Regions from separate parts of the Rattus norvegicus genome. Here region 2 is linked to region 1. Evidence: chromatin contacts called from public Hi-C data. All regions are on one chromosome and are shown on one strand. Each heading gives the region's core, a stretch centred on a gene start, on an enhancer-like site or on the middle of the called end of the contact. The rest is flanking DNA. Distances are from core to core; before and after follow the strand shown.

Region 1 (3,672 bases), core at 682-3,181:
CTCGCACCACTTTGGTCTTCTGGAAGATCAGAAAGTGCTCTTAACCGCTGAGCCACCTCTGTAGCTCCATAAAAATTATGTGTACGATTGTTGTATGTGCTTCTGTGTACCATGTGTGTGCCTTGTGCCTTAAAGTATCATAAAAGGGTTTTGAATCCCCCAGAACTGCAGTTGTGAATGAAAGGTCGTGGGCCTTTATGAGGGTGCTTAGTTCCTCTGAGAGAGCAGCAAGCTCTCTTAATCACCGAACCATCTTTCCAGCCTCCGTTTGTTACACTTGCGATGCATTTTAAAACATGATAACTCTAGAGAGAACAGAGTGCTTATACCATAAGTGTAAGCTGTTGGGGAATATGGGAAGGGAGCGTCTGTTGAGTCTGATCAGAAATCATAGTCTTCCTGGACCTCCTCTTTACCGGCTTTCGAGGACAGCGGCAGAAGTCGGTTTCTGGGGCAATGAGCTTCATTTTCAGAAGAGTGCCTCGCACGGCAGAAATGTGACCCACTGGCCACTGGATGTCACTCTTTGCTCAGGCTCCTAAGTCGGGCTGTCCTTCCAGGCTTCTGCACGCGAATATGCAATGTCCTCATAGGAAGGCGCGCCAGAGGGCAGGGGCTCACTTGTGCAGGCTCCCTCAACATGGGATCACCCGCAGTTCCAAAGGGAAACAGAGTTTTGATTCTTGGCTGCAGAGACTGAGAAGAGATGGGTGGGCTCGATCCGGGCTTTCGCATTCAGGCACTTAGGTGGCGCTCCCACACAGCTGCTCAGATCTGTCAGGCAAGAGGTGGCAGGCTCACCTACAGGGCCACAGCTCGATCCAAGGAGTGCAACTCATTTTAGTTTCACAGCTGGCACCGCTCGCATGTAAAGAAAACACCAAAATTCTTCCATTCCAAAACAGAACAGGAAGTGCAAAATGGGGCTCAGTGGCCGGCCACTGTGAAACTGGGACAGCTTTTTCCCTGGGGGATTACTTTTTAACTGCAAGGGTTGCAGTTTGAACCATGAGCGACACTAGCACCAGCTCCTTGAAGGTTTCTACCTATGTGCATGGCTGGAGAGTTCCCCCTTCCTAGCTACCATGATGACACAAGTTGCTTTGACCTCTTTATCTACTACCTGGCCCATCGTCTTTGAGCCAGTGTACCAACTTACCATTTATGTGAAGGTTTTAACAAGCCTGGAGCGATTTGCTACAGTCCCTGTGGGGAACCTCCTCGAGAGTATTATTACTCTGTTATTCTACACGACAACGTGCATTTATAGGGTGCTGTTTTCTGTGTTCCAGACAACGGTAGGGGTAAGGTTGAGGAGGGACACAGTACATGCAGGACCCGGTACTGAAGAACTGAAGTATTTGCGAGTTGAGGTCTTAAAGCAAAGGACACAGATTGCTCTGTAGACATCGTCAGTGTGTGGAGAGGGATTGACTTTCCCATAGGGAGAGTGGCTGACTCAGCTAACCTGTCTATAGAGGAAGCTTCATGAGATCTTTCTGCCTCTGATTCAAGTCCAGGCAACAGCCTTGAAGAAACCATGTGAGAGTTGTTCACAAACAGCCAAAGAGAGTTTTGTTTTAAAGATAAATCTCACTTTGGAGTTTCTTGACTTCGAGGCTTCAGTAGTGTGTCCTTGCTCTTAAGATATAACATCCCCAGGCCCCCCCCCCACAATCTTATCACAGTTGTGACTTAGACGATGCCTACTTCTACAGCACTATTAAGTAACACTTTTCCCTGCCTCTTAGATTTTTATTACCAGTTTGAACTTCCTCTAACTGCCAGGCAGCTTCTGCATCGGGACTTTGGTAATCAATGCTTCCTCTGACAGTAATGTTCTTTTGTAACAGTTCTCTCACTTCCTCTCTGCCACATGCCCACTTAAGTGTTGGTTTGAACTCTGGTGACTTCTCCAGTGAAGCCAGAGTCTTGCATTAGTCAGCTGTCCCCCATTCTACAGTCCTTATGACACTCGTGCCCGTGGGACTTCTCGGATGCTCCAGGGGGCACATTCCTTTCTGTAGCAATTCCATGGCTAAGGGAGTTTAACCCTTGACCCCTACAACATACTGCTACCAGTTCTCACTCAGTGAGGTCGTCTTCATTGCCATCCGGCCAGCAAATTATCTATAAGATGCCACTAAGTACTTGTCAGGATTATTTTTGAAGGCAAGTGTCTTTAACTGGGGTCTCCTGAAACAATTCTGAAGCAGAGACTTATGGGCAATGATTTAGTTTACTGGTAAATGTTCGGAAGCTCAATGCCAGCATGGCGGAGTAGAAAGGCTGCACGCAGATTCCTTGCAGAAGTTGGGGCCAACCCCATTCAGGTGCTGGGGGATTTGGGGGCAGAACTGGTCTTTCTGAGTTGTCCCAGTTGATGCCTGAGGCTACAGAGGGGAGTGACCTGGCATTCTTCAGCCAGTGAGGACTCAGCTTTGGGTAACAGCAGTTCCTTTCAGGCAAAGGCAAAGTTGAGAAGGACGTGCCCAGAAACAGTCAACTGGCCATGGGAAACAAGAACGTGAGGTCTTCTCAAATACTGTCCTTAATTCTGGATGTCTTCTGAAGCGTGTTGAAATCCATAATTTATCTCTTTGCCCCACCTCTTTATTCCTAAGTAAATGTTTCTATTTGTATTATATATTAGATATCCTATTTATCGAAAATAAATTTTAAAAAATGGTTTCTTTTTAAACAAAGACTCCCAAAAGTAATAAAATAAATATGCCCTTTGGAGGGAAATAATAACTAGATTAAAAAGGAAATAAAAGTTTTCCTAGTGATGCTTAACTACACTGTGAATTACTTTGCTGTAAGCTTCAAGTAGCATTTCTAACTGGTAGACACTTCCTGGCTTAACAATAACTTTTCAAAGAACTGTAAATAAAAATCTTACCCGTTTATCTGCCAACAGCAGGTTTCTGCCCACAACATTTGCTAACAAGAATCGCTTTTTTTTTTAAATTTTAGAAATATTTACGTAGTTCAGAAGGACAGGCAAGCAAAATTATAGAGAATTAAAAGAATGAGTTTTTGAGGGGTTGATCAACAGTCAGGAGTGCTTGCTGCTCTTCTACAGGGCCTGAGTTTGGTTTCCACACCCATGTTTGACAGGTCACAACCAAAGAATTCTATCCCCTCTCTTGGCCTCTGAGGGCACTTGGGATCATATATGTACACACATGTAAATTTAAAATAAAATACATTATGTACAAAAGAATGCTCTTTAACTTGAGTAATGGCTATCCTAAACCCATTAGTCCTTGTACCATGTAGCCTATAACTCTTAGTGAGGTATTTACTCATAGTTTCCTGTGGTCTCAGCTCTGCAGGATGAGGTCACCTAGGTAACTATAACATCCGGCGTCCCTGTCACTTGGTGCCACCCTGAGATCTCGGAGTCTTATGTTTTGACTTAGAATCTGCTCACTGTTTTGACCTAGCTCCTCCTGTGATTCCAGCTGCCCCACTGTACAGACTCCAGGAATTGGCACAGGACCACAGAGAGAAGAGCAAAGCTCACTTTTCTAAGGAGGGAAAGTTTCCTCATGTTCATCTCACGTGTTGTCCTCAGATCTCTTAAGGAACTCCAGGTTAACAAACTTGGAGGGTAGGAAGACGTTCCCCTCAAAAGTATTAGTATTAAGCAAGCAGACTAAAGGGTGT
Region 2 (3,560 bases), core at 249-2,748, 220 kb before region 1:
CCCGTGGCTTAACTATTATCTACATGCAAATAAGAAGGCTTGCCTGGGCTCCGTTCTGCTGTACTCAATACCACACACAGTACGCACTCAACACATTAAACTGGAGATTTTGCTGTCCCAAATTTGTCTCCTCCCCGTTGTCCTTATTTCAACAAACAATTCCTGAGTCTATATAAGCACTCTACTAAGAGTTGGAAACGATTTAAACCTTTTGTCTTCATTTGACCCTTAATTTCACCCTCTCCACACCTTACCATAATTCTCAATAAAACACTACGACTGGGTCATGGTGTCTTTTGCTTGAGTTGTTGCTAAAGTCTCTTAACTGGTACTCCATTGCCAATCTCTAGTCTCCAGTTAGTGTTTCTTGAGAATGGTAACTCACTTAAGGATCCATATCTGAAAACTTATACAGTTCTCTACTATTTAAACTGCACCACAGTTCCTCTGGCATGGTGTACAATACAAAACTTCATGTTGGAGCATTTGACTTCCTCTAATCAGGTGAAATCTACCCAAAATGCTCTTTCCTATCAGGCTAGACTGAATTCTGGTGGCTACCATCCCTTATGGTTTTAGCTTTCCTGGGTTCTTCACCCTTCACCTGATCCCACAATGGCTTCCAACTTTTATTTAAAGAACATCCGTTTGTATGAATTCACCCTAGATTATCTCCTTTCTAAAGCTTTCCCTACCACTCCACCCTTAAAGACACCATGCATATTTATCATAGCATCAATAGCATTTTGGTTACACTTAACAGCTTTCATGACTTGTAATCGCTTGAGCTCAACCATGTTCCCCAGTGGGGATTTTGAATGCAAAAGTCTAGTGCCATGCTTGGTATATGAGGTTTAATGATTAATAACAATCTCTTTCACTAGTCATTGTTTGGTTTGGCAAACTGCACAATCATCTACCTCACTGCATATGTTTGGCAACTGTTTGAACGAATTAATGAGCCTGACTTTTCCTTAATTACCGGACTATATCTTCACAGAGAGACTATTTAACACCTATAGACAGCTAATTGCACAAGATAATAGTCCTATCTTTTAACTTCATTGTTGTCTGATTCAAATTACCTTGGGGCAACACAGCACTCCATTCGTTGCCTCTGGACTCACTGACTGCTTTTTGAGTTTGTTGTGGCTTTTATTTCGTAATCATCAGGAAAATGCCAGAACAGCAAATTGTTGAAAGTTCAAGCAATTAAAAACACAAGGTGCCCCGCTATGGAGGCTGCCACGAAACGTGGACAACTCTCAGAAGTGACCCCTAACTGATATCTTTTCTCTTAAATCTAGAACAATCTCTGGAAGACCAGTTGCAAATCGCTGGGGTTTTTGCCCAAAAGAAAAATGGTCTTCCCGGAGTCCTCTTCCTTTTCTATGTGGACCAATCAAAATCTAGGATTCCGCGGGTCGGCGTCGTCACTTCCGCCCGGCCTTCCCTAAGTTCTCTCAGGGAACCTCGGCCGTGCACTTCTTCCTCGAGATTGTTTCCGCGCCCGGGTGGGGAGGCCGAGTGGCGACGGGCGGGCGGGATGAGCGCGGCGCGGACGCTGCGGGTGCCGGGTCGCCACGGCTATGCGGTCGAGTTCTCTCCGTACCTGCCGGGCCGCCTGGCCTGTGCCGCTGCGCAGCATTACGGCATCGCGGGTGAGCGCGGGCCGCGCCTCCGGGGCGGGCATAGGACACGCTGCTGAGCGCGTGTTGCCGCTCGCCACCGCCAGGGGGAGACAGAGCTCGGCCCTCCCTCCTTGGTCCCCCTTTCTGCATAGTTGGCCTTTGAAGCCCAAGGGAAGTCTGTAGCTTATCCTTTCCCTTCTGTAAGAAGGATGCACTTCTCAGCACATGCAAGATGGAGTTAACAGATCACGAGTTCAAAGCCATCCTCAACTGAAACGTAGAGCGACGCGGGCCCTTTCTTGAAAAAGAAAAAAAAAAAAAAAAAAAAAAGAAAGTTCTGTGCTCGCTTTTTGTTGTCTCATTGAAAATGGATAAATGCGCAGAGATGTCTATGTGCTCAAGCCATTTATTTTAACTTATACCCCATCTCTTGTTTACGCGCAGGAGAAGTGTGTGGCGAGCCATTGCATAATGTCAGCGAACTGTAGTATTTTTGTTCACTGCAGGAAAAAAATATGATTTCTGAAAAATAACTTATTTCCTTATAGTTTTGACCATGAGTGCTTAGTGCTTGCATGGTTGGATTTTCAGTTCTTGATCACTAGTTAGGAGGAAGACTTACGTCTTTTATAAAGGTTTCTTATAAGAAGTTGAAATATTTAGGAATTGTTTTCTATAGTGTGTGTGTCTGTGTCTGAGTTTTTTCCTTATATGTATGTCTGTGAACCATGGCATACCTGGTACCTGCTAAGGTCAGTAGAGGATGTTTAAAGAGGGTGTTGGATCCATTACTGATGGTTGTCAGCCATCAAGTGGCTGCTGGGACTAGAAGCTAGGTCTTCTGCACTTGTGAGGGATCTGCCATTTCTCTGCCCCCAGAGCTGATTTTCTTTTTCATCAGTTATGTTTAAGTGGATGATCTTTACCACTTTACACACCTCACTGATCACAGAAACTCAAAGCATAGTTCTGTTCAGACTCTAGTGACAGTTGAGTGTGAGTGTGAGCTTATAGTCACCTTACCTTGTAAAATTCAAGCACAGATTCACTTGGATCAGATGTTGATAGAATATGGGATGGGGGGGTGGAAAGACAGTAGTCTTTGAGCAAAAATAATTGCTTGCCAGTAGTAATTAACTGAAATGAGTACTGTCTCCAACACCTGACTGAAGAGTGTATGGTATTTCCACACATACTTTGTCTTAAAATGCTGTAATCAATGTGTTTTACATGTATCAGGAAGGCAGGATCACAGTCTTGGGAGTTTGTAAGCATGAGCCTTCCTTATCTTCCGTTATTAGAGGTGTTAGCTTCAACTTGACGGGTTTGTGTGCCTCCAGCCTGGCCTGGTTTTAGTTGTTACTTTGATGCGTTTCCCCAGACTGGTGTTACATCCCAGTCAGGCCAGATGTAAGGTGGATGTTTAGTGACTGAAGCATACTATGTAACTTTTTTTTTTCTTTTCTTTTTTTCGGAGCTGGGGACCGAACCCAGGGCCTTGCAAGCGCTCTACCACTGAGCCAAATCCCCAACCCCTACTAACTACTAACTACCCCCTACTTGCCTAGTAAGCGCAAGGCCCTGGGTTCAGTTCTCAGCTCCGGGAAAAAAAAAAAAAAGAAAAGAAAAGAAAAAAAAGAAAAAAAAAAACTTCTGACCATGTAACTTTTAATCCTTTCGTGTATATACAGTTATGGTTAATTTCCGGGAAGTTTGGGGTAGTTAAAGCTGGTCCACAGAATTAACACATCGTCCTAGATGTCTCCCAGAAGGTTCAACAACAGGACTTAGGGTTTTGTTTTGTTGTATTTTTCTTCTAGGCTGTGGAACCCTATTGGTATTGGATCAAAATGAATCTGGACTCCAGATTTTTAGAAGGTAAGGTGACTGACTTTTCTGTTGCTGTGATAGGACACTATAATTAAGGCA

What was found. A called contact is a pair of places that touch in the nucleus more often than the background predicts.
Region 2: a contact with region 1 is called in a Hi-C map of Schwann cells, with 2.9 times the contacts expected there. The contact joins the promoter of Pex7 here to the enhancer-like site in region 1. A contact is called at or near these places in 4 of 12 Hi-C or Micro-C datasets (Schwann cells, hepatocytes, kidney and 1 more).

What each region holds. Positions count from the first base shown.
Region 1 is chr1:16,245,905-16,249,576 of GRCr8, reverse strand. The region is part of intron 1 of LOC134482580 (a long non-coding RNA gene); the gene reads left to right. It also overlaps a transcript of Il20ra not described here. Among named protein-coding and RNA genes, the nearest start is that of Il20ra, 23 kb to the left of the region's middle. Within about 2 kb of position 1,931, at least 3 of the 93 cell types and tissues checked have an H3K27ac peak or open chromatin away from gene starts, as enhancers often do.
Region 2 is chr1:16,464,242-16,467,801 of GRCr8, reverse strand. It overlaps Pex7 (peroxisomal biogenesis factor 7), which reads left to right and starts at 1,498. Exons shown (of 10, transcript NM_001034147.1): 1 at 1,498-1,661; 2 at 3,452-3,509. The coding sequence starts at 1,547. The region is part of intron 1 of LOC102547604 (60S ribosomal protein L27a-like); the gene reads left to right.